2 separate regions of the Sus scrofa genome follow, and region 1 is linked to region 2. A link is a contact called in public HiChIP or PLAC-seq data. All regions are on one chromosome and are shown on one strand. Each heading gives the region's core, a stretch centred on a gene start, on an enhancer-like site or on the middle of the called end of the contact. The rest is flanking DNA. Distances are from core to core; before and after follow the strand shown. Region 1 holds the start of ZMIZ1 (zinc finger MIZ domain-containing protein 1). Region 2 holds the start of POLR3A (DNA-directed RNA polymerase III subunit RPC1).

Region 1 (6,870 bases), core at 594-3,093, 940 kb before region 2:
ATGCCCAGAGAAGCTTCCAGAAATTATTTTGTTGGTGCCTGAACTTCTTACAGCAACACCTCACCATTAGACTAGGGTCACGGCTGTCTGCTGGATGCTGACCAAGGCCAGAGACCTCGGTATCCATGGCTTCACACAAAGGTACTCTTGTGACAAAACCCTTGGGACACAGCAAGCCTCCAAGAGTCTTCCTGCCTTATCCACCCCATCTCTGTCAATCAGGAAAAAAGTGAAGTTTGTAGCTCTTGGCTGGGTCCTTCCCTCTGCAATTTTCCATTGATGGTGGACACTTGTCCTAGGTTGGGGCACATCCCTGGGGACCAGGGATGGAGATAATGTTGTGTTACAGTTGTTAGGGGAAGTGGGGGGAAGGGAGGGAGAGAGAGAGATAAACCCCACAGTCTCTGGACCTTTCTTTGCTCCTGGCTGAGAAAGGAATGAGGCTCCTCCTCTCTCCTTCCTTAGGAGGGAAACAGGACATTTTGTCCCCTAAAGAAGCCAGCAATCCTTTTTTGCATAGACAGGACTAGTTATCAAAGCTTCCCCATAAGTGCAGCAATTTCTTATTCACAACTCTTCTTCGTGAGCCATACCCTGAATGCCTCAAAACACCAATCCAAAAACCATTTAAAACTCTTGAAAACTCCCTACCACTCCTTCCCCCACCCCGTCACTGCCACCAACTCAGAAGTCTAAAGTTTTGAGATTTATGTGTGAAAACAGCATTGCATAACCTCATGACTTGGGACAAGGAGATGCTTCTGGCCTTTTGGGAAAAACAAAATCCAACCGAAAACATAAAACTCAGAAGAAAACACCATCTCCCTCCAAACGCATTCCCTTGGCCTCAAAGTCACACGTGCTCTGTGGCAGATTCGGCTTTCAATGTGTCTTTTGTTTGATGCTGGTGCTTCAACATCTTCAACCTGAAGACAGAGGTCAGCACAAGGCTTGGGGCATTCACCAACCGCAGCACGAGGGCCAGGCAGCAGGCAAGTGGGAAGCCAGGAATTCCCCCCTACTCTGGATCCCCTCGAAAAGCAGCAAGGAGAGAGAAAATTAAGGGCTTGCTCCCCTTTTAAACTTCCCGGAGAGCCTAAAAGCAACTTTCAAACTCCCAGGACCATAACACAAATGCCAGCGAAGACCAGTCAGAATTCATCACCCACCAACACCCACCAAGCTGCCCATTCTCCAGCTACAGTGCCTGCCTCTTTATCTCTACCTTCAAGAAACAATAATAAGCAAACCCAGGTACCTCTGGGAACAGCCTCTGGCCTCCTGCCCTGCCCTGTGTAACCAGCCTGTCCTCATACCCACAAGAGAGGAGGAGACAGCACCGGTTATCCCTCTGGTCTACCAGGCTCTGTTGCCCGAGTTGCACCAGGGAGACAAACTGTTGCTCAAGAAAATCCTCCAGAAAACCCTTGGCACCAGGAAGCAGCTCCAGGCAGCTCCTGCCAAGCGCCAAGCCAGGGGCTTTCAGAGGCAGCTTCCCCCTGCCCTCTTAAATCTGTGAGGTTGGGCCCTGCTCTCCCATGCCCTGGGCTGTCCACCCAGGGGGCTCACAAATGGCCATGGCAGAGCTGAGAGGAAGAAAAGGCTGGCCGAGCAGTGCCCTCACTCTGCCAGCCCAGCCGCCAGCTTCTTGGAGGACCTCTGAGAGAACATTTGTTTGGGCTGCCAAGTTAAATCTTCCTCCCTCATGTCAGGGCATTGGAAAATCAGTCAGGGGGGAGGAGACGGGGAAGAGCGGGGGGAAGGAGCAGCGGGAGGGAGGCGGGAGGGAGGCAGGCGGGCAGCCTCTTGGAGACCCAGGTACTCCGGCGCTGCCTGCCCAGGAAGCTTGTGGCTCCCAGGCAGGCGCAGTCGGGACTCCGGACACCAAGCCGGGGCCGGACCGCCAGGCCTCCAGGCTCAGGCGCCGGCTGCCAGGCGCCCTCGGCCCCCGCCCAGGGAGAGGCCCTCGCTCTGTGCCCCACTAGAGGAGCGAGGTGGGAAGAGAAGGCAAGGGAGGAAAAAGTTTGCGGCAGGTAGAGGGCTAGGGCTGGGCGGCCCTGCCACGGGGCTGTCCCCCGGGGAGGGGTGGGGGGCCCGGGCCGGCTGCCCAAGCGCGCACCCGCCCGCCACCCTCCCGCTCGGGTTGTTTACATTCCTGGAGTGTCTTTTAAACCCGGGGCTGAGGCCGGCTCCCAGCCTTCTCCGGCGGCTCCGAGGCAGTCTCCCGTGAAAATCTGCTGGCGCACAATGGCCGGGAAGGCGGCCGCCCCTCGCCCGCGCCCCTGCTGCTCCGGGGCGGGGAGCCTGCCCTCCGCACCGCGCCCTCTCCTCGCCCGGCTGGCTTCCTGGACAGATGTCCCTAGCGAGGGGGCGACGCGCACCCGCTGCCCGCACCCCAGACGCCGAGGCCACGCTCCCCACTGTTTTCTCCCCAGCCCAGACGACAGGAATGCGAAACAAGCTTCCAGAGCCCGCCCACCACCCCAGCTCCAGCCCCGGCACGGCCCCCCAACCTCCGCCCCGGCCGGCCTCCCACTCCCCCGGGGCCGCCGCCGGCGGAGACGGAGAGGAAGAAAGAACACGGGGAAATTACTTTCGTATTTGCAACGCGCGCGCACGCACACACACACACACGCACATCTTCTCCCTGGGCTCCCCTCCTGGCCGGGGCAGCCCCAGCCAGGCTTCGGCCTTGGTGCCCCTTGGGCTTCTGAGACCTACATGAAGCCCCTACACACACCCCTTGGCGTTCCCCTATAGTACGGAGCGCCGCGTCTCGCCCGGCAATTCGCACACAAACAACTTAACCGCGCCCCCACTCCCATTTACAAAAGTGTGTGTTTTCCCTAGAAATTCAGATGCACAACTTAACACCATCATCCCTTGCCGCCCTGAAATCCGGCGCCTTCCCTGGCGGTTCTCCTACACACAGGCATTCAACTTCGCGTCTTCCCAAAGGAGACGAGGGAGACCGAGGTGATCCTACTCCCGTCCTTCCCTCCCTCCCTTCCTTCCTTCCCGAATCCCGGTCCTGCCCGGCCCCCGGGTGTACGGAACCACGGCTGTAGGCGCGCCGGCAGGAGGCGGGCACCAGGTCCGCGCGCGCACAACTGCACTCACGCCCCGTACACCCCAAGAGCCCCGGCCCCCATGCGCAGACTAAGCCGGCTCCGCGCAGCCCGACACTAGCGGGGCGCCTGGGCCTTGGCCCCCGGCCGCCGAAGGGATCGCAGCGAAGCACTGCCGTCGGCCACTCGTCCCGCTCGCCAGGTCCCGGGGGACCCTTAAAGGGAAAAGCACCAGCACCCAGCGCCCCACGCTCGCACCCCGAGAGTCCACAGGGAGCGGGAGGAAGGCCTGGGACCAGCGGGCGCCCGGGTCTGGCCCCAAACTTACCGGGAGCTGCGACCGCCGCTGCCGCCGCTGGAGGACGCGCCGCTGCCGCCGCTGCCGCCGCCGCCGCTGCCGGGCAGGGCCGGCTCGGGCCGGGAGAAACTGCGAGGGCGCTGAGATCGGCTCGGCGCCGGCTTCTGCTCCGCGCCCACCGGGGCTGGGGTCACCGCGCTGCGCCGGTGCTGCTTGCTCGCTCGGCTGCCCGGTAGCTGCTCGCCTGCCCGCCGCCCGGCCGCTCGCTCTCCCGGGCGCCCGCCGCCGCTCGCTTTTTTAATGTCCACAGACAGTGAAAAGGAACTCGGCGTTAGGGGGTGAGTAAGTGAATCAACTCGCCCGGAGCCGAGCAAGTTGAAGTGTCAGATTACATTGGCTATTCTATTTCCAAAGGGCCCCGCGCCGCCGGCCGGCCACAAAAGCCGGTGCGGAACTACGGACGGAACGGGATGCCGCGCCACCGCCGTCGCTGCCGCCGCCGCCAGCGCTCAGCTCGGCTAGCCTAGCGCTCTCTCCGCTTCCTCTGTCTCTTTCCTTTTCGCTTCTCTTTCTTTCTCTCGCCTTTCCTTTCTCTCTTTTGCTCCCTTTCTCCCCAGCTTCTCAGTCTGGGAGCTTTCCAAGCTTTTCCCTGTATGGCTCCGATGGGCTTCGCGCGTCACCCACTCCCCCTCCTCCCGCCCCGCCACTGCCACTGCCACACTCCCACTCATCTCCTCTCCCCTCCGGTCCCTGCACTACTCCCCAGCCACCCCCCCCACCCCACCCCAGCTGCTCCAGCAAGTTTGGAGCAGTAGAGAAATGCTGAAACTAGGATGGGATCAGATTGAGGAGGGGGCTAAAATCACCTGTCTCACCGGAATGTCCCCCCTTTTCTCGCACGCCCCAGACTGGAGAGCGCTCGGGGCCTCGAAAACTGTCAGGTACCCGAACTGGGGCTAAGCGAGTTGCTAACGAGATTGCCAAAGCCTTCCTCTGGCAGGGGCTTTGGGGTTGCTCCTAAAGCCAGGGGTCTGGCGGGTGGGGCGAGCAGAGGACCACCCCCTCACCAAGGGCAACTTTCGGAGGCTGGAGCGCTGGGAAGAAGCCGTGAGCGCTGTCTGTGCTCCGCAGCCTGCGCGGTCCAAAAGCGCTTGGATTCCCCGAGAACCGGCGGGGAGCGTCCGGGTCCCAGTATTCGTGGGTGGGGTGGGGGCGGCGGGAACCTGCCCCAGGGCTGGGCACTGGGCCAGGGCCGGTAGAGAGCGATGGCACTCACGAGACGTAGTTGGGTGCGCCCGCTCGCGGGGTTCCCCTGGCAGACTCACCCCCAAGAGCATCTAAGTGCGCGCCCACTTTGGCTGACGTCCGCTGTCCCTCTCACGGAAACTCCTACACAAACGGCACACACATTCGCGCCCACACTCAGTATTACAAACACCCTTCCACGCGCACACTCACCCACACACGTACACTTTCCTTCACAAATATGCCCGTATACACGGCAAGCACACTCACACGCATCACTGTACAAACCCACATACACTCAAAAAACGTCTCCCTGTGTACCAAATGGTCACATACACATGCAAACACATCCCCCCATGCTCTCTTCCATACTCCTTTCTCAAATCTCCGTACTCATGATTTGCGGTACCCTCAGTCCCAAATCATAATCAGCGCCCGCAGAGCCCAGGTTGGATACACACACGCGCGCGCACGCACGCACTACCCCTCCTCCCCGCACGAGCGGGGGAGGCTTCGGCCGGGCGCCCGCTTCGGATTCCAGGTGTGGCGGCGGCTCCGTGCTCCGCGTTTTGCAGCCCGCCGCGGTGTTGGAGGCGAGGCGAGGAAGGGAGCTGGAATAACAAAGGCAAGTTGGGGAGAGCACAAGGGGGCGCAGCCCCGGCCGGGCCGTGGGGGGAGCCTTGCTCGGCCGGGGCTTTGGAGGCTGCAGGGTATCGGGCGCCAGGAGCTGGAGGTGGGGAGGGGGGAGGGAGGGAAGGAGGGAGGGAGGGTGGGGGGCGAGGGGCGGGGCCGCAGCGTGACGTCAGAGAACAATGACACTGCCGTGGGGGGGGGGAGGCGGACACCGGGAGACAGCAGGGCGGGGGTCTCCCTCGGGGCCTGAGACTAGCGGAAGACGTCCTGGCCTGGCCAGGGCCGTTGCCTGATTGACGAAGCCCCGCTTGGGAGCGCGGACGTGCCACGCAGACTCGAGGATTGCCCCTGGCCTCCTGGGCAATGAATGATCAGCGCGGACCCTGGGCCAACGCGGGAGCAGGCTGGAGTACCTTCCCCCCCCATCCCCCATTTTAGAAAATCTTTCAGAGGGCTTCTCTGACCTCGACTTGAACTCCTTCGGGGCCGGCAAGATCACTCCTTCCACCACCGGAGGGAGAAAAGGCAATATGAATTTGCCAGCCCTGAATTCATTCTCAAGGCTACTCTATTTTGACAGCCAGCAAACTCAGCCTGGATTCCTGAGGGCTCAGAGGACTGCAGCTCAGGTCCACGTGGGGCTCGGGAGGGGTGGCAGAGGGCGGATGCGTGATTTTCCTATGGGAAATTCTGCTTTCCTATACCATTAAGTGCAAGGGAAGGCACTTCTTTCTGGGCCTCAGTCTTTCAACCTGTCACATGGGCTGTTATCATGCTGCTGCTTTGCTGCTACTCTTGCACGGGTGCCAGCTGAGCATCCCTGGGGAGGGTGGATGGTATGAAAGCCTTCTGGCCTTCCAGGGAAACCAGGGAGGCACAGTCCCAGCACATTCCTGTGGGAGAGAGCCCCCGCCCCTCATCATCAAGGTGGCCCAGGTTCATTAAGTTGGGACTTGAGGGGAGCCTGAGAAATCCTTGAAGTCCTGACCCAGGGCTAGAAGGTGGGAATTCAGCTTGCTGAAAGGTTGGCTGGAGCCACAGCTGCCCTCTCTCCACGCCCCCTCCCTCAACCCCAGCAAGAATCCATTGCATTGCAGCAGCCAGAAAGCCATCCCCACCCCAGGTCCAAAACCTTAAGGCAGAGTCTCTGAGTGTTTAAGGACAACTATGCCAGTTCCTGTTGCCTTGATGACTGCCTTGGTCAAGATGTTCAGCCCTCTCAACATTTTTGTCCAAATCTTTCAGCGAGTGACAAGGGATAACTATGTCCAGGAAATGGGGGATGTAGGTGACCTTGAGGGTGACTACTTGTGTTCAAAAGCTCCTGCCCAGAAGACGCCCCCCACCCCACCTCCCTTGCTAGTTCCTTTTGCATCTGGAAACTAGGAAGCAGCTGCAGAGGGCAGAGGAGCCAAGGCTAGCACACGAAGCAGGCCCAACTCTGTAGCACAGAGCCAGGGATAACCTCAGCTCTTCCCACCTGGGCAAGCATGGCACTCAACGACAGCAAGTCAAATATCTCACCTGGGCCCTGAGTCTGCCTCGGCTTCCTGGGCACCCTGAGCTTCAGGCCTTGGGACTCAGGCCCTTGCTGTCTCTATTCCACTTTTGAGAAGTAACAAGGCA
Region 2 (6,395 bases), core at 2,698-5,197:
GTTAATGAATCCGACGAGGAACCATGAAGTTGCGGGTTCGGGGGTTCGGTCCCTGGCCTTGTCAGTGCGTTAAAGGATCCGGCGTTGCCATGAGCTGTGGTATAGGTTGCAGACGCGGCTCAGATCCTGCGTTGCTGTGGCTCTGGTGTAGGCCGGTGGCTACAGCTCTGATTCAACCCCTAGCCTGGGAACCTCCATATGCTGCGGCAGCAGCCCTAGAAAAGGCAAAAAGACAGAAAAAAAAAAAAAAAAAAAATCCTTAAACGCAATTCCTCAGCTGTAGCCACAAGGGTTTGGGAGAAAAACTCCAACAAAAGAAAAAAGGCACAAATTCCTAACTCCTGCTAACCCACTTAGCACAGTGCCTAACTCCCAGGTCATCACTACAACAAAAACGGTAGCAAGAAAAGGAGCACAACAGCCATATCTTTAAAGACTTTACTTCACTTTTTTATAGAAAAATCACTCTGGAGCAAGGTTTCTCCAACATCCAAAGTACCAATATTTTGGTCCAACTAGTTCTTTGCTGTGAGGACTGTTCCCTGCATTTAAGAATGTTTGGTAGCAACTTAGACCTCTAACCACCAGATGCCTGTAACACCCTTCTGGGTAGTGACCAAAATTGTCTCCAGAATCTGCCGAGTGCCTCCTTAGGGGCAAAAATCACCCCTAGTTAACAACCCTTTCTCTGCTGTAAAGCTGTGATCTATACAAATGTCATTCACAGCAGCTAACATGGCCACAGATGTTGCACTATCTACACTTAAACTACCCTTCTTGGTGACTCTACACCCCACCAAAAAAATGCACTCCCTTCCTAATGGCCCCGTAACCAAGCAATGTGGACATTCCGCATGCTTACTCGAGATTTTAAAAATTGTGTCAGAGAGAGAAGAGGAGCTCTCATGGCAGACAAAGGCTGATTATAGACTTCAAGTAAGTCTGAAAGACCACACCAAAATAAGTTCACTTCAACAGTTTTTAACATCTTAAAGTAAGGGTCAAAGAGTTCCCTTGTGGCCCAGCGGGTTAAGGATCTGGTTTTGTCACTGCAGCAACTCAAGGTCTCTGCTGTGGCACAGGTTCGATCCCTGGCCAGACAACTTCCACGTGCTGCCGGGGCGGCCAAAAAACAGTATTAATAAAGTAAGGGTCAAGGAAAAAATGGAGGGGGTTAGAAGCAGGTGCTAAACCTTTGAATGACGGAACTAACTCGTCATGATAGGGTAAGCCTTCAGGTGCTCCTCCCGGGGCCTCAATTTCCCCCACGTGAAACAAAAGGATTCATTCAGCTAACGAATTCCTAGCTTACACGTGGAAAGGGTTTCACTCGTCCCAACTGGCTCGGGTGCTGACGGCATCTTCTTCAACTCTCGACTGCCTTCACCAGCAAACCGCCTAACCCAAGTGCGGTGTTGTCTCTCCTTACCCCACCCCACCCAAATCCACGAGGCTCCACGAAGCCGACAAACGTAGAAACTACTCTCGCAGTCCCCATGCCCTGGACTCTGAAGCCCGGGACGTCAGGGTCGACAGTGTAGCCGGAGACTCCCCACCGGCGGCTCCTGGGCCCTGAGCAACCGCCCTCCATCAGACACGGCCAGGGAAGAGCAACCCAGCTTCGGGCGGCCGGGGCCCTAACAGCTGGACCACAGGACGGAGGATGCCTCAGATACGCGGTGGATGACTCCACGGGCCCGGGGAGACTCACCATGATGGCGGCTGGCCTTCAAGCAACCAGGGAGAAAAAGAAGGATGCTTTTCGCCGGCCAATCATATCAAAGCTCACGGAAGGACCCCGGGCGGTTCCGACGTGGGGGCGTGGCCGGGCCGCGAGGCCGACCTCGCCAATGCCTGATTGCAAGTACCTAAGACCTAGCCTTTATCCTCTCTCTTGCCACACCCCTGGAGCGTGAACTGGCCAATCCTAAGGGGGAACAGTTTGGGCAAACCAGGTTTACGCAAGCACGTGATTCAACTTCATTATCTTGAATTTTTCTCTGCTTAAGATACCGGTAAACCGGAGTTCCCCTGGTGGCCCAGCGGAAACGAATCCGACTAGGAAGGATGAGGTTGCAGGTTGGATCCCTGGCCTCACTCAGTGGGTTAAGTATAGGGTGTTGACCTGAGCTGTGGTGTAAGTTGCAGATATGGCTCTGAACCATGTTGCTCTGGCTGCGGCAACAGCTCCGATTAGACCCTTAGCCTGGGAACCCCTATATGTCTAAAAAGACAAAAACAAACAAAATTCCGATAAACTGAATTAAAGTTTAAATCAGTTCCACCCGCGTTAGAGGTTGGTAAAGCTGGAAGACATTCTGTGGATGGCCTCTCGAACAACCTCTTCGTTTAACTGCTAGGGAAACTGCGAAAACCAGTACACAATATTACTGCTGTTATTTTTCTGAACTTATCTAGTGCTTTTCTAACTAAATATAAAGAACTCTAATTTGCCTTTTTTCAGAAAACCTTAGTCCCTACAAAAAGTGAGCTTTTAATAAGTATCTGCTTGATCCAGAAAAGTGTTGTTTACAAGACACGTGTAACAAGAAAAAACATAAGCCTGCAGTTTGAGAGAGAGACCGACCAACAGATCATGGTGTAGGCTTTGAAGTAGCTTTGCTATATTCTTCGGAGTAATATTCTTTGAGTGATGGCTCTATGTCTGTTACAGTTTAGTTACTTTCACCTTCATTTTGCCATTTAATCTTCCCACCAACTCTTAAGAATTAGGGTACATATTACTTGTCCCTTTTATAAATGGGAAAACTAAGATACAATGAAGCTAAGTAACTTTGCCAAGAATACACAACTTTGAAGCAGTAGTGCCCAGACAGCTATGGACCCTGTGTTTCCAGAACTTTTGCTTTTAACTTCTAGATAATGAAAGTCACTCATCAAATCTCCTTGGTATAGTGTTGTCAACATTACTTCAAACACATATTAAGCAATTAACTGCTGAAACAGATTAGGGAAGTCTAGTTGGCTTTGCCTTTTGTCTTTGACCTTTGTGTTTTGCTAGTGGGGATCCAGAAAGTCTAAAGACAACATCCTTAAAATGCAAAGGTGTTGATGATTTCCTTGCTGGCTAAGCAGGTTAAGGATCCAGTGTTTTCACTGCTGTGACTGGAGTCACTGGTGTGACATGGGTACCATCCCTGGTCCAGGAACTTCTGCATGCCAGAGGCATGGCTGAAAAATAAAAAATAAAAAAAAATTTAATTAAAAATTTTTTAAATTCAAAGGTGTCGAACCACTTAATTGGGTTCTGTTCAGAGTTTCTCACAAATACAAGTTTCAGGTTCTGCAGCATTGAGTCCTACAGTGAATGGTTTTCTTGCTAGTCTCTTGCACTAAGATGTCACACTAGGATCACCTCCCACAGAGTGTCACATACTGGAGGCAAGAAGTTTGTTTCCTCAACACATGAATAATCTTCACTCCTGTTTTCCCTTCATCTTATTTCCCTAGCCCACCATTGCTCATTTTTCACACTAAACTCACAGATTTTCTACTTCTGCTTTTGTAACCAATAATATAGGTTTAATTTTTCTTCTTTTTCAAAATAACTCTGTGCACTGGAGGTGCATGTGTGGTCATGTTTTCTGCCCTCTTTATTTCCTTTGTTGATTGTCTAGAAGCCATCTGTTCCGTGGTCTGTTCATTTTAGCCTCCACCTTCCTTTAAATAGAGACTCTTAATTAAGATGGTATTGGTGTTTGTAAGATGATAAGACGTTCCATTGTATGTATTTTTTGGCTCTCTGGTTATCTAAAAGTTTTGAGGCAAGATCTTGTAGTTTCTTTGCAGGTGTTAATGATCCGGAGAAATGGACCAGAAAGGGGGTTTAGAAAATACAGTGAAGGTCTCGGGGCACTTTCAAGACGTTCCCGCCAGGTGGCAGTGTAGGGAGCAGGTAAAAAGCAGCCAGTCCGAAGCCTCTCTTGACAAACAGAAGCTAGTAGAGGAAGTGGAGGCGGACACGTGGGGCGCTCTACGGTGGCCGTAAGAATACAGCGGATGTGTTAGCAACCGGTCAAAAAGTAGCCCCGGCTGGGCGAGGAGCGTTGTATTTCTAACCTAGCTTCACGGAGTCTCGAGGAGGGAGCCTCGGCAGCCGTCACCATGGTGAAGGAGCAGTTCAGAGAGACGGATGTGGCCAAGAAAATGTAAGATGGAGCAAAAACCCTCAAAGGACGGAGAAATTAGGGCCAGAGGGACCCGAGGTCAGGGGTCTTGGGTCTCGAAGGTTCAGTGGTGAGGGTTAATTGGGAGGGAAGGACTAGAAATCAGTGAATGATGTGGGCACAGCTCTGGAGTATCAAGGCGGATCAGTGAATATTGATCGTTACAGGGCATTGCAACACTTGGCGGACCGCAGACCGGGAGTGGTCCCTTGGGCTTGGGCTGAGGAGTGGGATGTGGTGTGTGCACCACGGACCGAAGCTCGAGTTCTCTCGAGGTCAAACGACCCCTTTCAGCGAATCTTTCGTCGTTGCAGCGTGGGGAGCAGTCTGGGGCAGGGACTGATTTTGCTGCACATGACACATGACACCGTAGTAATTGCTGACCAAAAGGGTGGAGTTGCCAGCTAGAAAACAGTACCACAGACAGATGGATAGCAGTCTCGGAAATGAGGCTACTCTTTTGGGCTGTCTTCGGAGCTAATTTATTATGCCATGGCCTTTCTTTAGAACTTCCAGCTCCAAAGAAGTAAATCAATCATTCTTGCAGCAAACACTTAATGAGGAAGATACTGTATGCTGGGCCTAGTAATAGACGGTAGAGATAAGATATGAGTAAGGCCTTATTGCCTAGTCTAGTTGGAAAAGGTAGCTAAGTCAACGTGAGGTCAGACGAGTGCAAGGACAAGAGCAGGCATGGGGGTTCTGGAAGCACTAATCAGAAAAGGGGCTCAGGCAGAAGAAAGCAGACCAAACAGCCTTCAAAGAACATAATTGAGGGAGAAAGGGTAGTGATGAAAAGAAGCAGGAGATGTGAAGCCATGTTCCAGAGTGTTCTTGAAGGCAATGAATCATTTTTGAGAGGATTTGGTTGAAATGTCTTGAAAACAGTTCTCCTTCTGGAAGATCTCTTTTGAGTTAAAGAGGAAGGCATTGGAGGCCACTGCAGGGACCCAGGCAAAAGATGATGATGGGCTGTTCTAGGGTGGTAGGGTCAATGGAGTTCCGAGGGGATTAGCGTGTAAAATTGACAGGATTGGTAGGGATGGGTGAGGGAGAAATGAAATTGGCACAGTTTCTTGATTAGGCAGCTAAGTGTAGGTTGCCATTTACTGAAAGGGAGAAGTGTTTCTTAGCAGGATGAATTCTCCCAAGTCGTCCCTCCATATCCACCCCAGCGCCTGCCCAAATTCAGATATATCTGTTCTCACCAAGCAGCCCAAGTGACTCTGTTAAAATACAGATTTAGGAGTTGCTCTATGGCTTAGCAGGTTAAGGACCCAGCTGTCAACTGCTGAGGCTCTGGTTGCTATTGTGGGGCGGGTTTTTGATCCCTGGCCCAGGAACTTCCACGTGCTGTGTGTGCAGCCAAAAAGGAGGAGTGGGGCGATGCGGATTAGATCCCTGATACTTCAGCCTGAAATCATCCAGCAGCTTTCCCTTGTAGTAACATTTGAATTCCCGACCAAAATTCCCAAGCCCCCCCTGACCTGGCCCTTGCATACCTCACTGACTTCATCTTGTACCATTAGCTTTCTTTTTTTTTTTTTTTTTTTTTTTGGTCTTTTGTCTTTTTTGTTGTTGTTATTGTTGCTATTTCTTGGGCCGCTCCTGCGGCATATGGAGGTTCCCAGGCTAGGGGTTGAATCGGAGCTGTAGCTGCCAGCCTATGCCAGAGCCACAGCAACTTGGGATCCGAGCCGCGTCTGCAACCTACACCACAGCTCACGGCAATGCCGGATCGTTAACCCACTGAGCAAGGGCAGGGACCGAACCCGCAACCTCATGGTTCCTAGTCGGATTCGTTAACCACTGCGCCACGACGGGAACTCCACCATTAGCTTTCTTTGCTCTAGTATTCTGGATTCGTTTGGGTCCTTGAAAATGCCAAGCTTGTTCTGGCCTTAGAACCCTTGCCCTAGTAATTCTCTACCTAGAATGCTCGACTTCTTGATCATATTATGGCTGGGCTCCCTCTTATTCAGAATTCAGCTCCCTCTACCTCTAAACATCATTTTTGTTACTTGCATGTGTTCATTTTTAGATGTCTATTTGTTTATTCTGTCTTGCCATCCCTGAAATTGAGCTCCATGTTGGCAGGGACCTCATCTGTCTTATCTAATCTGTGTCCTCAGCCCTCAGGAGGGCTCCTGGTGCATAGTAAACCCCCAGTTTGGTAGGAAAATTAACAAAGGAACTGATTTGGGAGAA

The links. HiChIP or PLAC-seq counts read pairs in DNA pulled down with a chosen protein or histone mark.
Region 1: an H3K27ac HiChIP or PLAC-seq map of alveolar macrophages shows a contact between it and region 2. The contact joins the promoter of ZMIZ1 here to the promoter of POLR3A in region 2. A contact is called at or near these places in 2 of 5 promoter capture datasets (fetal skeletal muscle and liver), 8 of 47 Hi-C or Micro-C datasets (embryonic fibroblasts, fetal skeletal muscle, fibroblasts and 3 more) and 2 of 2 datasets of contacts at active chromatin or transcription factors (alveolar macrophages and skeletal muscle).

Annotation. Positions count from the first base shown.
Region 1 is chr14:81,404,040-81,410,909 of Sscrofa11.1, reverse strand. It overlaps ZMIZ1 (zinc finger MIZ domain-containing protein 1), which reads right to left and starts at 1,843. Exons shown (of 26, transcript XM_013983374.2): 1 at 1-1,843.
Region 2 is chr14:80,469,292-80,475,686 of Sscrofa11.1, reverse strand. POLR3A (DNA-directed RNA polymerase III subunit RPC1) reads left to right here and starts at 3,947. Exons shown (of 31, transcript XM_001929360.6): 1 at 3,947-4,169. The coding sequence starts at 4,126. RPS24 (40S ribosomal protein S24) reads right to left here and starts at 1,820. Exons shown (of 6, transcript XR_002338693.1): 1 at 1,712-1,820.